2 separate regions of the Sus scrofa genome follow, and region 1 is linked to region 2. The links are chromatin contacts, called in public Hi-C maps. All regions are on one chromosome and are shown on one strand. The core of a region is the stretch at or near the end of the contact, and the rest is flanking DNA. Distances in the headings are between cores, read along the strand shown. Region 1 holds the start of NISCH (nischarin). Region 2 holds the start of PBRM1 (protein polybromo-1).

The links. Hi-C and Micro-C count contacts between places; a contact is called where the count stands out from the background.
Region 1: a Hi-C map of skeletal muscle shows a contact between it and region 2, with 6 times the contacts expected there. The contact joins the promoter of NISCH here to the promoter of PBRM1 in region 2. A contact is called at or near these places in 2 of 5 promoter capture datasets (fetal liver and liver), 6 of 47 Hi-C or Micro-C datasets (embryonic fibroblasts, epiblast stem cells, liver and 2 more) and 2 of 2 datasets of contacts at active chromatin or transcription factors (alveolar macrophages and skeletal muscle).

Annotation. Positions count from the first base shown.
Region 1 is chr13:34,594,470-34,597,262 of Sscrofa11.1, reverse strand. NISCH (nischarin) reads right to left here and starts at 1,475. Exons shown (of 21, transcript XM_001925354.5): 1 at 1,239-1,475. The coding sequence starts at 1,334.
Region 2 is chr13:34,819,765-34,822,700 of Sscrofa11.1, reverse strand. It overlaps PBRM1 (protein polybromo-1), which reads left to right and starts at 1,584. Exons shown (of 29, transcript XM_021068909.1): 1 at 1,584-2,366. The coding sequence starts at 1,749. GNL3 (guanine nucleotide-binding protein-like 3) reads right to left here and starts at 2,458. Exons shown (of 15, transcript XM_001928454.5): 1 at 1,989-2,458; 2 at 747-805; 3 at 198-335; 4 at 1-86. The coding sequence starts at 2,001.

The sequences.
Region 1 (2,793 bases), core at 226-2,725, 230 kb after region 2:
AAGGAGAGCTTTCTGGAGCTTATCCTCCAGCTGAATGCAGTGGCTGCATGACTGCCGGCCAGGCATCAACTCAGAGACCTCAACTTTCACCTGGATGAGGACCCCTGGTCCTAGGGTCCCGCCCCTCCCTGAAGCAAGCAGGGAAGGGGGAGGAGAAAGTAATCAACTCAGCCTAAGCATCCATGGAGGAGCAGCCATTTCTCCAGGGCCTGCCTGTTGCTACAGAATTAGTCCCCAGCCTCTCTACCCAGCCTGGCAGTTTCCATCCCCTCCCTCCAGTACAGGAAAGAATGACCCTGGAGGAGGGTTAGGATGAGGTCCAAAAGGATGGGGCGAAGGCAGGGCCAAAGCCCCCCACATACTTCCCACCTTCCAGGAACAAAAGACAGGAGTCTGGGAGGTGCTCAGATGCTCAGTCCCTGCCAGGCAGCCAACCTGGCCTGTAGGCCAGGTGCCCAATCCCATCCAGACCCAGGAGGGCCTCCAACTCATCACAGTCTGGAACCTGCCCCCTTTGCTGTCCTCCATCACCCCCGTAGCTCTGAAGTGTGCGTGGGCAGTTTACAGCACCAACTCACCCCCATAATCCAAAGCCATGAAGATCCCTAAGGTTCCCCGGTTTTAAGCTTTCAGCCCTGAGCCACCCCTTCAATTGCCGGTGTCTAGGCTCCACCCTTACCCCATTCTTGTTTCTGCCAGAGCCCCAAGGAACCTGAGCCCCCCTTCACTTTTAGAGCAAATCTCAACTGCAACCTCAGGCCTCCCACGTCAAGGCCCCGTCTCCTCCGCCCCCGCCCGCAGGGCCCTGACCCTTTCTGCAGATTTCATCCATCAGAGACCCTTTCCCTAATTCCCCTCCTTCCAGACCCCTTGTCACGTCCTCCCAGGCCGGCGCCTCTCAAGGCCTAGAAGATCTAGAGGGACCGCCGCCTCAACCCGACTCCTGTCTTCCGCAGACCCCCTTTATCCTCTAATCTTTCCCCAACCCTATCCTGCTTTTCTAAACGCGTACACTTCCCAGGCCCCCTCCCTGGGCCCCACCCCAGGACCCTCTTTCCCTACCTGCAGGGCCCAGGGTCCTTCCCCAGATTCCGCTATTCCAGGTCCCCACTTCAAAATCGCAGTCCCCCACCTCCTCCTCTTCAGATGCTGGGCCCAGATTCCCTCCCCAACCTCCCAACTCTGAAATCGGGTTCCAGCCGCCACCCCTAGTTCAGGCACCGGGGCCCTCGGCACACCGTATACGTGTCCACGAGCTCAGAGCCCACGACGCGAGCCTCCTTGGCCGGCTCGGCCTCCGGTTCGGGCCCGAAGCTGCGCGCCGCGGCCGCCATGTTCCGGGCTCGGTCGCCGCCGCCGCCCGGAGCAGACTGGCAGCAGCAGGGGGCGGGGTCAGCGTCCCACCGCCCCCCGACGGCCCCCGCCCCCCGCCCCACGCTGCTCACCAAGCAGCCATCTTGGACCGGCCGCCTCCTCGCGCCCCGCCCAGCTCCGCCCCTCGCGCGTAATTGACAGCAGCTGCCAATGGCGCGCGTGCGCAGGCTGCCCGGGAAGGTCCACTTGCGTAATCTGTACCTGCCTGGCCCCGCCCGCCGCGCTCCTAGCAGCGGGGGAGAAACTGAGGCTCCGGGCGGGAACTGCTCTGGGAATTGCCAGTCAGTGCCCAGGAAGGAAGGACCAATGGCCCCGCACCTTCCGGCGTACCTGAAGCGAGTCACTGCTTCGCTTGGTCTCAGTTTCCTTCTCCAGAAAAGAGGCAGTGGTTACCTCTCACCTTCCTCTTGGGCTCATTCCCAGTTGAGCACAAGAAGGCTAAAGGAGAAGAAAAATTGGGGCTTAGAATGCAAGCAGGACAGAATAATTGTGTCAGTTCTTAACCTCTCCAAGACTCAGATCTATGTCACATGGGCTTCCAGAGAACTGAGTGGGCTAGTCCACGCAAACGCCTGGCAGGCAAGGCAGGGAGCTGGTGTGAGTTCTGCGAGAAGGTGTTGAGTTAGGTGGAAGCAATGGCTATGTGCTGGCCATCTGGCACAAGACCCCCGCTGGTGTTCTACTAGAGCTCAAAATGAGGGGGCGATAGATTGGCTCTGGACCCAGGAACTGCAGTACTGGAGCACAGGCAGAGAAGGAGCCTTAACCCAGGGGAAGACCCAGATCTAGAAGAGAGAGGTGGTAAACCAACTTCAGGGGAACAGTCTTACACAGATGGGGCATCTGTGAGGGTGAGTTTGTTGAATGATTGATTGAATGCAGTCAAGCCCAGAGCTAGTACTTCTCTCCCTGGGGAGATGAGAGGTCTCAGGCAGGGCTTCTCTGGCACCCTTGGCAGAAAGGCTCCAGCCCATACTCTCCTGAGGTAGGTCAGTGCCTTCCTTCTCCACTAGTACCACAGCACCGTACTCTGAACTTGGCATTCGAGGCTTCTCTGAGGGTTCTGCTCTCCCACCCTCTCCTTACATAGTGTTGCCCCTGCTCCAGAGAGGTTTAACCTAAGTTAGGAGCTGCCACGTCAGCCAGACCTCAAGCAAGTCCTTCCAGGAGCCTCACCTATTCCCTTGATTGGATAGGGGTTGAGCTGCTGTGTATAGGGGCCTCACCTCCGGGGCAGACAGGAGCTGCAGTATAGTGGGCCCCAGGCGAGGCCCCTGTACACAGCTCCCGTCTGTCCTGGGCTTATGTTTTCATTTTTTCAAAAAACTTTTCTGGAGAGTCCCTGGGGAGATGGAGGACAGAGGGAGAGAGACCTGGTCCTTATAGCCCTTCATCTTCTCCTTGCCCTGGGCGGAGGAC
Region 2 (2,936 bases), core at 335-2,834:
TCAACACCAGGATTAGTTTCAAGTTTTCTTTTCTTGTCCTGTTCCTTCTGCCTCTCAAGTTTCTGCTGCTGTTTCAGTTCTTCAAGCTATGTCCAAGCCACAAGAGAAATGAGTGAGCCAAAGTGACCTGGTGTTCTGACTTTATTTTGAAAAAATACACACATCACTTGTTGAAAATTTCAGCTAATGCATCTTACCCGCTGTTTCCTTAGCTCAGCTTCCCGAAGAAGAGCCTCCTTAAAAGGAGCACTATTTGGAATTCCTGGGTCTTTCCTAGGCTTCTTTCGACCTCGTTTTTTAGCCTCTTTCCTCAATTTTCGATGGTGCTCTCGTACCTATCAAGAGAAAAAAATTTATCAGCATACAAAAATACTAAAGAGAACTCACATGAAAAATCAATCATGTTGCATTTTAGTTGTATTGGTAAGATGACCTAAAAACACTTTAACTGCAATACAAAGGACCCACCACGTTTATATATACATCAACAAGAAAATGTCAGCAGGAGATTCTTTTTGCAGCAATTCTTACCATGTTAATCAATTTTATAGACTTTCTCATCACTTTATCACTGCACTTTCCCACAGCTGTACTTCTGATGCCTAAAAGCTTGCTCTCATAGCTAGTCTATTCAATCTCTGTTTCCTGAGGTGAAGTCATATTAATAGAGACCTCTTTGTGGAGGAGTGGGGCAGAAATAAGTTTAGCTTTACAGTTGCTATAACTCTCCCAACAACAAGACTTACCTTTTTTTGGATTTTATACCGCTTATGGCAGGTCATGCGTTTACTTGATTTCTTTAACTCTACAAAGCAATAGATCACAAAGGTATTACTTTTTTTTTTTTTTTGGGGGGGTCTTTTTGCTATTTCCTGGGCCGCTCCCGCGGCATATGGAGGTTCCCAGGCTAGGGGTCGAATCGGAGCTCTAGTCACTGGCCTACGCCAGAGCCACAGCAACGCGGGATCCGAGCCGCGTCTGCAGCCTACACCACAGCTCACAGCAACGCCGGATCGTCAACCCACTGAGCAAGGGCAGGGACCAAACCCGCAACCCCATGGTTCCTAGTCGGATTCGTTAACCACTGCGCCACGACGGGAACGCCGATATTACTTTTTAAAATCACTTTTTATAATCTATTTCATCCATAAACGATCGATTTGTTTAGTTTTTGATGACTTTGCTCTAGGGTCATATCCATTTATCCATTTATTTTGTTAAGTAATTAACTACCTCTGAAACCTATTTTAAGTATCCTGTGAGGAATTCCTGTCCTGGCTCAGCAGTAAGGAACCCGACTAGTACCTATGAGGAAATGGGTTGGATCCCTGGCCTCCTTCAGTGGGTTCAAGATCTGGTGTTGCTATGAGATGTGGTGTAGGTCAGCAGCTGCAGCTCGGATTCCATCCCCATCCTGGGAACTTCCGTATGCCGCATGTGCGGCACTAAAAGACAAAAAAACAAAACAAAACAAAAAAAAAAAACTGTGGGGCCCCCGATAAAAACAAACATGGGCCACCCAAGTCCCAGAGAATGTGACCTAATTAATAGATCTGGTATAGAGCCCAACTTTCATGGTCTCACTTTTCCAAGATAAGACTGGGATCACACACAGGAGCGTATAAGACTCAAGACGACAGCTACTTCTTGTCAAACAACAAAATCACAAAGGAAAACCTAACATTGGGTTTGAGAGGCGACTCTCAGACCTTACCAGGGCCGGACCGAACGTGGCCGTAGAAGGGAAAATGCTGGGCCCAAAACCCGGCTCAGACACTGAAATACGCCTCAAGAAACCCTACCCTGATCTTCATCCTTGGGACTCAGCCTTCCTTCTGTACCACGGGCCCGCGGTCAACGTGGGGCCTTCCAACCCTCGGATGGACCAGGGAGACAACCTACCCGCTAGACCCTTATTTCCACAGATCAAGCGGCACAGGCTCATCGACCATCAAGTCCCTCTACACCCGCCCCACGACCCGACTCACTCGGCCGCTTCATACTGGAAGCTGGAAAGGCAATGCCAGCAGTTACACCAGCGCTCGCAGACACAATGTGCCTCCGAAAGGGCCACGTGCGAATTAAGGCCACTAGTGAGCGTCACGCACTCACGCAGCTGCCGTAAAGCGCACCGCCGCCGGCGCGCGTGCGCGCGCACGCAGTGTCGCGCAGAGCCAGGATCGCTTGGCGGCCGCGGGGCTGGTTTTGCGGCGGAACCGGGAGGGGTGAGGGCGGTGAGGGCGGCGGGTGCTGGAGCGACGGCAGCGGCCGCGGCCGGAGGAGCAATAGCAGCAGCCGTGGCGGCCACGGGGCGGGGCGCGGCGGTCGGTGACCGCGGCCGGGGCTGCAGGCGGCGGAGCGGCTGGGTAAGGCCAGGCGCGGGGCGGGCGGGGCCGCTTCCTCTCGGCCGACTGCCGGGCCTTTGTGTGGGCCCGGGCGGGCGGGAGCAGCGGCGGAGGCCCCGCCCCGGCCGTGGGGACGCGCCGGTCCGGCCGGGTGCGCGGGGCGGGGCACGGCGGCAGGCTTCGTGACGGGCCCAGCAGCTTTGCCGCACCTGCCGGCCGGGACAAAGGCGCGCCGCGGCCCGGAAACTCTCGGAGACCCGCTTTCCCGCCCCCGGCGGCTGATCGAGCGCTTGTCGCGGACAGCTTCAAAGCTGTCAACGTATCTCTTAGTCCCCCGTAGCAGTGACAGGTCGTACCAGTGACAGGTCGGAAAGTCTTTCATTTTCTCCACAGTTCAAGGCCTCTTTTTTTTCTTGTCTTTTCCTGGCGGTTCGGGCGCAAAGCCTCCTAGTAATTTTTTAAAAACACTTTCTGGCTAACTGTGTTCAGACTGTTTTTTATCAGTGGGACTTGTATTTATCGTAGGGGCCGCATAGAGTTACTTAACTGCAACACCACAAATAATCAAGGTTTAAAATTGTGTAAACTTCT